Linked DNA regions of Mus musculus: region 2 is linked to region 1. A link is a contact called in public promoter capture Hi-C data. All regions are on one chromosome and are shown on one strand. Each heading gives the region's core, a stretch centred on a gene start, on an enhancer-like site or on the middle of the called end of the contact. The rest is flanking DNA. Distances are from core to core; before and after follow the strand shown.

Evidence for each region. Promoter capture Hi-C pulls out the DNA fragments that hold promoters and counts their contacts.
Region 2: a promoter capture Hi-C map of embryonic stem cells shows a contact between it and region 1, with 4 times the contacts expected there. The contact joins two enhancer-like sites. A contact is called at or near these places in 9 of 39 promoter capture datasets (the HPC-7 cell line, cranial neural crest, embryonic stem cells and 6 more), 2 of 15 datasets of contacts at CTCF or cohesin (the NIH/3T3 cell line and large pre-B cells), 5 of 484 Hi-C or Micro-C datasets (Sertoli cells, cerebral cortex, embryonic stem cells and 2 more), 9 of 115 datasets of contacts at active chromatin or transcription factors (bone marrow-derived macrophages, embryonic stem cells, heart atrium and 2 more) and 3 of 9 other capture datasets (adipose tissue, liver and macrophages).

Annotation. Positions count from the first base shown.
Region 1 is chr7:83,808,551-83,813,196 of GRCm38.p6, reverse strand. No RefSeq gene overlaps it. Among named protein-coding and RNA genes, the nearest start is that of Gm39043, 3.2 kb to the left of the region's middle. RefSeq lists an enhancer at 1-1,279. Within about 2 kb of position 2,301, at least 102 of the 459 cell types and tissues checked have an H3K27ac peak or open chromatin away from gene starts, as enhancers often do. A contact at or near this core is called in embryonic stem cells, where this site is marked.
Region 2 is chr7:83,899,835-83,904,480 of GRCm38.p6, reverse strand. Mesd (mesoderm development LRP chaperone) reads right to left here. Exons shown (of 3, transcript NM_023403.4): 3 at 4,170-4,646. Among named protein-coding and RNA genes, the nearest start is that of Mesd, 9.9 kb to the right of the region's middle. Within about 2 kb of position 2,075, at least 21 of the 459 cell types and tissues checked have an H3K27ac peak or open chromatin away from gene starts, as enhancers often do. A contact at or near this core is called in embryonic stem cells, where this site is marked.

The sequences.
Region 1 (4,646 bases), core at 1,052-3,551:
GTGACCAGCCATTCTATAGGCTCGGAACACTCAAAGAATATGTGGCCTGGGCCTTTCCTTCCTACTTGACCCTGGGTGTGGCGGGTAGCTTCTTAGCTGCCACTTTTTGTTGGACTTCTGCTTTACCTTGGACTTCTGTGTACTGATTCTACTGTGAGAGGGGACAGATGTGCCCTGCTCACCACTGTGGTTGCCCTCTGTAAGGGCAGATGCTAACGAGGTGCTTAGGCCGTCACTGGGATGATTTTTGTTTTTATCGGGGCGGGGGGGGGGGAGCGGGGGCTGAGAAGATGGACCGAGTACTTGTGGTATAAGCGGGAGGAATGAAGTCTGCATCTCTAGCACCAATGTAATGCTGGGTGTGGGTGTCTCGTGATTCTTGCACTAGGAAAATAGAGACTGGAGGATTCCCAAGCTAGCTATACAATGGAGCAGTCAGCTCAAGGCTCCACGAGAGACCCCGTCTCAGTAAGGTGCAGCACATGTGGGGCCAGGGAAGGGATGACTCAGTGGGTAAAACATCCCAAGCCACCATGAATACCTGTACTCCAGTCTTCAGAATGCACTGTAAGATAGCACCTGTCTAATAGCCCAGTGCTCTTATAGTGAGAAGGAAAACAGAGATGGGAGAAACCTGGGAAGTAAAACTGACCAAAAAGAGACTGTCTCAGACAAGGGGGAAAGGTGAAGGCCAACATTCAAGGTGGTTCTCTGCTCTCAGGTATGGTCCTTGGTATGCCCAGTCCCATTCACACACACAGACATCACAGACATGCACACACATCACACACACACACACACACACACACACACACACACACGATAGAGGATGATATCTGATGTTGTTGACCACTGGCCACCACACTTTGGTGACACTCACACAGGAACAGGTACACACCCGTACACCACCACACTCACAAAGAGCTGTGCGTTGAAAGTCTTCAGCTTCCCTTTGGTGATGCCTCCCTGGAGATGCTGCTCTCCTATTACCTCATGTTTGTTATATAAAGGCCCACTTGATGAATTTCTCCTTGAAGACAGCGCCAGGAAAATTTTCTCTTTGCAGTTCGATTCCAAAGCCGTTGTACAATGAAAAGTGTATGCGCCAGCACATTTCCCTTTCATCCAGGAAAGGCAGAGATAAATCCAGCACTCAACTGTAGTAAACAACTCATCCCAGGTGCCCCGAGACACACTGAGCTGTTTTCACTCTGGCTGTTCTTCTAGCTACACTGGGCCTTTGGTGTTTTCTTAAACTCTTTTGGGAAATAGCGAGGTATAAATTTTTTCTGAACAAACCCATGCATAGAAACACATATGCTTGGCATGGATGAGCAACTCTGTCTGCTGCTGCTGAGGCTGCTGCTGCTGCTTTCTTCTTTCATTTTTAATGTGGAGACAAGGTCTCACAATATAGCCGGGGCTGTCCTGGAATTCCCAATGTACATCAGGCTGGCCTCAAACTCTCGGATATCTTCCTGCCTCTACCCTGCCTCCCCGGAGTGCAGGGTTTAAGGGATGTGCCACCATGCGCTAACCCTTTTTACAGTCACCTCTACCACAACCATGGCCCAGGCTGAGTGCCAGGCAATGGGTGTAGTGAGGAAATGGTTCTGGCCATAAATGAATCAGTTGGTCTGTTGAGGGTTCTGGCTGGTATGTAAAGAGCTTGAATTTCAGGTTGTGCCACAAACCTGACAACAGGAGTGGGAAAGATGGCTTAGCAGTGAAAAGCACTAGCTGCTCTTCTAGAGGACCAGGATTCAGTTCCCAGCTCCCACAGGGTGGGTTACAACCCTCTGTAACTCCAGGCCTAGGTAACTGTATCACTTTCTTCTGGCTTCCACAGGTACCAGGCACACACATGGAAGCAGGCAAAATACTCCTACACATAAAATAAAATAACATTAAACCTTAATTAATTAAAACCAGAGAGCCGTGAAGAGCAGAAGGCTGAGGAGTCCAGTAGAGAGGAGATTGATTCTGCCATGATCTGTCAGAACGGCGCTGGCTTCTTAGAGAGAGATTTCAGGATTTGCTAGGAAGGATGGAAAGGATTTCAGCAGCCGAGCTTCTCCGACAGAGAAAACAGTTCAAATGAGGGTTTGTAGGGGAACAAAGAATTCGCCCTCTGCATTTGGAAAGAGCATTAAGAGTTGAGTTTCTTACAACACAGGAAGCATTTGCTTGAGGCTAAGGATTCCCGCGCTTGTGTTGAACAAAGTTAAGAGAGAGGCAGGCTAGCAGGTTCCCTTTTTTGGAACAGGTAACCAGGCTACAGAGCTGTTAAGTAACAGAAAATCAGGTCTCCCCTGGCAATCTTGTACTTAACTTTGTGACTTTAAGGTTTGAGACAGGGCCTAGGGACTGACGCTTCCTCTTGGAAGTAGGAAGCAAAGTTTGGGATTTCTTTTTTTTTTCTTTCTTTTGCTGAATGGGTGGATGAGGGTGTCAGAGAGGAGGAAGGGAGGATCCCCCCAGTACCATTTTAGGCTGTTTCCCTTAGCAACCCCACGGATGGATTTCCGTGCAGCCTCTTTCCCTTCCCGGTTCCTTTTCTGTTTTCCAAGGGGAACAATGAGGGAGTGAGGGATAAGCGGTGATGTTTATCTTTCCAGCTCAGACCTTTCAACTGCTGGAATCCCCCAGGGCTGGGGAAGGGTGGGTGGAGTCACTTCCCACTGTTGCCAAGGGTGGGAGACCAGTCCCTCCTGCTGGGGCAGGGGGTGCGTGGCTTCCTCATAAATAGGAAATGTATCTCCCAAATTGGAGTCATCAAGGACTTATCTCCAGCCGCAGACACCAGAGAGGAGCCCTGCCCTATCCTTTATTCCGAAGAGAGAAGCCTGCCAGCGGGGAGAGGAGAGGGTCACTCGAGAGAACCAGCCCGGAGAGCTGCGCTGTCATTCAAGTGTCAAAGGAGACATCTTCCTGCCAGACTTCCCACACTGGCCTCTGCCCCTCCTGGAACACTTTATTCAGGAATGGGAGGAGCACTGGTTCCTTGTAGAATAGAGAGTCAAGGGGAATTTTGGTCCATTCCTTGGCATGAGTACAAAATTCTGAGCCGAATATCTACTTGCTTAGAAACTGCTCATATCTGAGCAGCAAGCTCTTTACTGACCCAGCCACCTTCCCAACCTGGGATCTTCTAAAAACACCTACCATTGCCAGGTATTTATTTCCAGGCTTTAAACTTGCCTTTGTGTATTCCTTAGGTTCCCAATTTTTTGTCCTTCCCAAAGACAGTGGTTCCTCTTTTCACTTCCTCAAACCGAGGGCTGGTTGAGCCAGTCCGAACTACCCAGTCAGTAACTTGATACCAGTTTAATGTGTTTGAGGAAGTAGCTTGGGGGGATACTTAGTTCTGTGGGCTTTGTTTTGTACCAGGTCATGCTAATTTTCCCCAAGGAACTTCTGATCCATCCGGGTTCCCTGCAGAAGTTATAACAGTGAGGAGGAGGAGGAGGAGGAGGAGGAGGAGGAGGAGGAGGAGGAGGAGGAGGAGGAGGAGGAGGAAGTGGAAGCAGCACTGGGTTAGAGGCAGACACATGTGCTGTTCTGCCAAATATTCTACTTTTAATTTTTACCTAGCACTGATGGTGGTATGAAGTCTTGGTGGTCTCAGAGGTGATTCTGGGGACTCTGGGCAACAGTAACTTGCTAGCCCATGGCCACACATTCATAATGGAAGAGCCAGGAACTACTGGTCCTCTCGCAGATCCCCCTGGAGCTGTCCCCTGATCTTTCTCAGTGCCTCTGCTTGTCCTTGCTTCTTCTGGCAGGGATGCTGTGGGATGCTGATTAATGAGCAGTGGCACCCTCCGAAGCTCAGCGTGGAGACAATGACTGGATCGGTTCCAGGAATCTGAAGTATGCACCTGACCAACTGACCTCACTGTGTTGTTGTAGGCCACACCAAGGCTCCCTTCCTTGGCAAAAGGTTTTGTAGCTCTGCAGGCACACTTGGGGGCGGCAAGTACCATCTGGAACACTAGGGTGAGACTGGCATCCCATTGCTACTGAGTCTCGCCATGCTCCCGAACTGAGCCAACAAATGACTCTGCCACATGGCAGGAGAAGTGTGCCAAGAAGTCCAGGTTTATTTAGCACAAGTAATAATGGGCCTACAATATTCGCACACAGGGAAAGGATCAGGAAGACTGGCTGTGATCTCCCTGAGTTGATGGGTTAGAACTGGGTCAGAGAAAGTGTTGAGATGCGGCCAAGTTCAGGTTTTCTAGGCCAGTAGCTGTACAAGATCTCTTGCAGGAAACTTAGAGGAAGGTGATCCATACTGTACTATAAAAACTCAATCAGAAAATTGGGTCCCAGCAATTTGATAGATTTTTTTTTTTTTGATTGCTGAGGACAGGGACAGGCTTTCGTCCTTGGTAGAAAAACACAAGGGACCCTGGCATAGTTTACAGATATCTCAAGACCCAGGGCTTAAATCGTAAGACAGGAGATGGGGTTGCTGGTGAGATGGCTCAGCGGATAAGAGCACCGACTGCTCTTCTGGAGGTCCTGAGTTCAAATCTCAGCAACCGCATAGTGGCTCACAACGATCCATAATGAGATCTGAAGACAGCTACAGTGTACTTACATATAATAAATAAATAAAATCTCAAAAAGAAAAAAAAGAC
Region 2 (4,646 bases), core at 826-3,325, 92 kb before region 1:
GTGCATCCTAGCAAGCACTTTACTATCTGACCCATGTCCCCAATCTCAACACAGACAAATACCCTATCAGGAAAAAATCATAGGCCAAGATGAGGAGTATCCACTTGTGTTTTTCTGAGTTGGAGAAATTAATTTGAAAAACTAGATTTTTAAATGAAACGGCTCAAAGGTGTAATTTGGAAAGCTGAAGTAAGGGGATCACCGTGAATTCAAGGCCTGAACTATATAGTAAGCTCCAGGTTAGTCTGAGTCAAAGAATAAATTTCCATTTCAGAATATATATGTAATATATATATAATATATATACATATATATTATATATATAATTAGTACATGCTTGTAAACCAATTATTCGAGGGGCTGAGGTCTTCAGAAGGAGGTTAGCCTGGGCTATATAGTGAGTTTGTTTCAAAGTAACAAAATAAAACGAACAAAAAGAATTGAAAACTAAGGAAAAACTTGCTGTGCAAAGTCTGTACAGAAAACTACAGATAGATTGACAAATAAAAAGATAAGTTTTATCCAAATTTTTTAAGCAAAGGAGAGAGAGCTAAATCTGTAATTAAAGATTAAGAAAAAATCAGCATGAAGAGTTTTCCTAGAAAAAAATGACAGAATGTTGATAATAGAAAGAATCTGAGCTGGCAAGATGTCTCAGTGCGTAAAGACACTTGCAGCCATGCCTGGTGACCTGAGTTCAATCCCTGAGACCTGCATAGGAGGGAACCAATTCTAGCAGGTTGTCTGTTCTCCGACCTTTTCACAAGACACTTGCATGCCCGCACATATGCTGCACAAATAAACAGATGCAAAAAAAATTGGTAAAATTGAAAAACTTCCTAGAATCTAATAGGAAAACCACTTCCTTCCATGGGGTAACAAAAAGGGTAGCCTCAGACCCCTCCAAAGGGGTAGAAGTGGATGCTGAAGAAGTCATATGCTCCACATTGTCCCTCCAACATAAAGGTTGACATAATGTTCAGACCAGTCTTATACCCCTCACGAGTATCCACGGAAAGGATTTTTAAGTGCACTTTATTAATTGACTGTGTGCATGGCACGGCAGTGCACACATGCCATGGTGTGTGCAGACATCAGACTCTGGGGATCCTTTCTTTCCTTGCGTTGTATGTGTGCTCTGGGGCTCAGACACAGGCCAGTAGGTTTGCACAGCAAGCACTTTCCTCACTGAGCCACCTCACAGACCACCCCCCTCCAAGTGTTAAATAGCAACCGGAGAGACAGGAAGATACCCACAAATTCCTTCTGTTAAGATGTGGATAGCAGAGTCTTCTGTGAAGGCTCGGGTGTTAAGGATTTACTCACAGCAGACAGGCTTTAGATAGGTGACTGACCTTGAGGGCCCACCTTCAACAATGGCACTTGGTATTTTAGGGAGCGTCTGCCAGATAGCCATTGTATAGAGAAACCTCAGCAGAGTCTACAAGGTCATAGCTGAGTGTCACCAGGAGGCAGCTCTAGCAGGGGCCTGTCACTGAGGCATCTGTGAAGTGCAGTTCTGAACCCCAACCCTTCCTGTCTCTATTCTGCCTCACCATAGGCCCAGGAACACTGATCCAAGCAATTACAGAGGCACGGTTAACCTCCCTTTAAACTGGTTTTCTCTGCCATTTTGCCTCAGCATTACAATGCTAACAAGTGCAAGTTCTGTGGAGAGCTTTTGAGGCCACTTTTAGAAACTTGGCAGGAATTTGACCCTGGGCCAGGGCAAGTAAGTACAATCTGACTTTGGGCTAGGACAGGGAAGTAGGCTCAGATAAGAATATTTACATTTGGGCTAAAACAAAGCTCAAGGTAAACTCAGCCCAGGAATGAGGCTTTCTTTTATCTTGGTCAACCCGATAAACCCCTAGAACTAGAGATCATGGAACTTCATTTAATGCCTTGTTTGTTCCTTGACTATTTGTGCTTATTGCCTTGTTTGTTTCTTAACCTAGAACTGACCTTATTATTTGCATGTACTTAAAATGGTATAAAAGCAGATGGGGTGGGGGGTGGGGTGGGCAGTTAATAAACCTGCTTCTGCCTCAGCACACGACTGGCTGCAAGTCACGTGATAGTTCTGTCTAATGTCTTTTTCTTCTCAATCCTTGCTCCCTTTTCTTGAGACCTGATTGACTGACTGAACTGGCTTGGTCAATGCCCACCTTGACAAGTGGCTAAGTCACACTTCTCCAGCATGCTCGACTGTGTGTGTGTGTGTGTGTGTGTGTGTGTGTGTGTGTGTGTATGCACACACACAAAACCAATAGAAACACTAAAAACTACAACAGAGCAGTCATAAACCAGAGAGCTCAAGGATGAAAGAAGTCCTAAAATGCTCATCTAATAAGGCTGACACATCATGTAGTTGATAGTCTAAAGATGTTATACAAATTTCTTAGACCACTAGACAGACAAGACAAATTCCCTGAAAGCGTGGCTTATGAATTTGCAGACTGGCAAGGCTTGTGTCGTCAGGCTCAGATGAAAGGCCAGTGGTGAAAAACAATGCAGTCCAACTCCCTGATGCTTGTGCAGGTGGCACGCACAACCTTAAGAGCACCGGCTGCTCCTGCAGAGGACCGGACTCAGCTTCTCACACCCAATATGATGGTTCACAACTGTTCATAACTCTGGTCTGGGGCCGTGGTTCTCCGCCTTGCTCATGCTGCAGTCTTAATACAGCTCCTCAGGCTGTGGTTACCCCAAGCATAACATTATTTTGCTTGCCACCTTATAACTGTTAGTTTTGCTCTTGTTATGAATTGTAATGTAAATAGCTGTGGTTGTGGACGGTCTTAGACACTTGGGAAAGAGTCCTTCAACTCACCCGAAGGGGGCATGACCTATATGTAGAGAACTGCTGTTCTAGGGGAATGTGATTCCTCATCTGGCACTGTAGACAAATATGCAGGCAAAACACTCACACGCACAGAATAAAGATAGGGTTTTGTTTTTTTTTTTTTTTTTTAAAGAGGCTTTGTTTTTAAATTGTTGGAAATGCCACATGTGATGGCCAAGGCTGTCAAGGATCACAGACCTGCTGGGAAGTCTCAAATGACAGAACTATCAGGAGCAGCTATTTAGCAATATATACCAAATGTTAAATTTTAACAATTATACTGTAAACAACTTACCCTTTGAATGGAAAAAAGTTTACCAAAATACTGTATATGAAAATGTCCAGAGAGGCTGGGTAAGATGGGCTTCCTTTTAATCCCAATACCCAAGAGACAGAGGCAGGTGGATCTCCAGTGAGGCTAGCCTGGTCTTCATAGGGTGTTCTAAGCCAAAAGAAAAACCAACATTCAGACCTAGGTCATAGGTTGTTTCTGTTGTTGTTAGTGGTAGTGTTTTGCTTATTTCGTCTCATTTTGAGTGTCTCATGTAATACAATCTGATCTGGAACTTCTGATCTTGCTTCTGCTTCCTCAGTGTTGGGCTTACAGGTAAGTTTGGGTGTTAAAGCACTTTTAGGGATATATAATTTGGGGGAGGGCTACTTTGGAGCATCTTTCAGAAACTTCTGCATACTCATTCCAAAGACTTAACACAGCTCCTCCCACTGCCGCCCCCCCCAAACAAATAAAAGTCCTTTGAAATTCCCTAGGAAATTCAGAGAGGGGGGCTTGCATGAGGTCTGCTCAGAAACGATTTCCAGTGGTGGAGCTCCCAGGAGCCCTGAGGTAGCTTCCCCATGGACAGATGGCTGGCCAAGGAGCAGACTGTCCTCACTTGAAAGAGAGCTAGAAGCCAGTGGTCCCAGGGGACACTGGACTGAAGCAGTTGTGCTGTCCAGATGCCCCTGCAGTTGCTGTAACAGGGGCCGTCCTCCTGAGAACAGGAGACTACAGTGCAATGATGGCAGTGTTAGCCTTCCCTGCTGGTAATTTTATGGAGGAGGCTAAGAGGGCTCCTCTGAAGAAAAGGCCATACACCAAGAATTGTGACTAGTTTCTTTTGCATTTAGTCCTTTTTGTTTTGGGGGTTATTTTGGGGGGGGGGGAGCATGGGGAGCGTGAGTTTCAGACGTAGCTGAGGCTATCCTGCAACTAAGTAACCTGGCCTGGCTGATCCTCCCATCTCTCCCTCCCAAACACTGGGATTACAGGCATTCAACACCATACCTGCTTTTCCTCCTTAGTACCACTATAAGGAATCTGTAGTCTGGGTACAAGTGACTTTAATAGACTTTCATTCTACTTGATTTGACTCATAAAAAGCAGCAGTAGGGCCTCCTGGCTTCTTGTGCTTTAGAAACTCGAACCCAAGAATTTGAAGAAATGTGACAACACGAGGCAGTTTAGGGACTGTCAAAAATCAGGGAGGGTAAATCGATCAATCTGGAGTTCAAATTCTTGAACTGTAATAAAAGGAGGCTTAATGTGCCAATTTCGTTTCTAGTAGCAAATAAGTGTTTGGAGAGGAGAATCTGTTTATCCCAGCTCAGAATACACAGCCAGAAATCAGAAACAGCAGAAAGCATGAACCGAAGGCTGCTTCAAGCCTCTCTGCCTGTAAACCCGAGAGACTGACTAAAGGCCTGAGTCCGGAGAAGCTCTCCTGTCAGTACTACGCAAAATCCCTGAGGCACTCAAAATTCCAACAGCCTCCTAGAGTCCTCACTCCCCAGTCCAGACTCC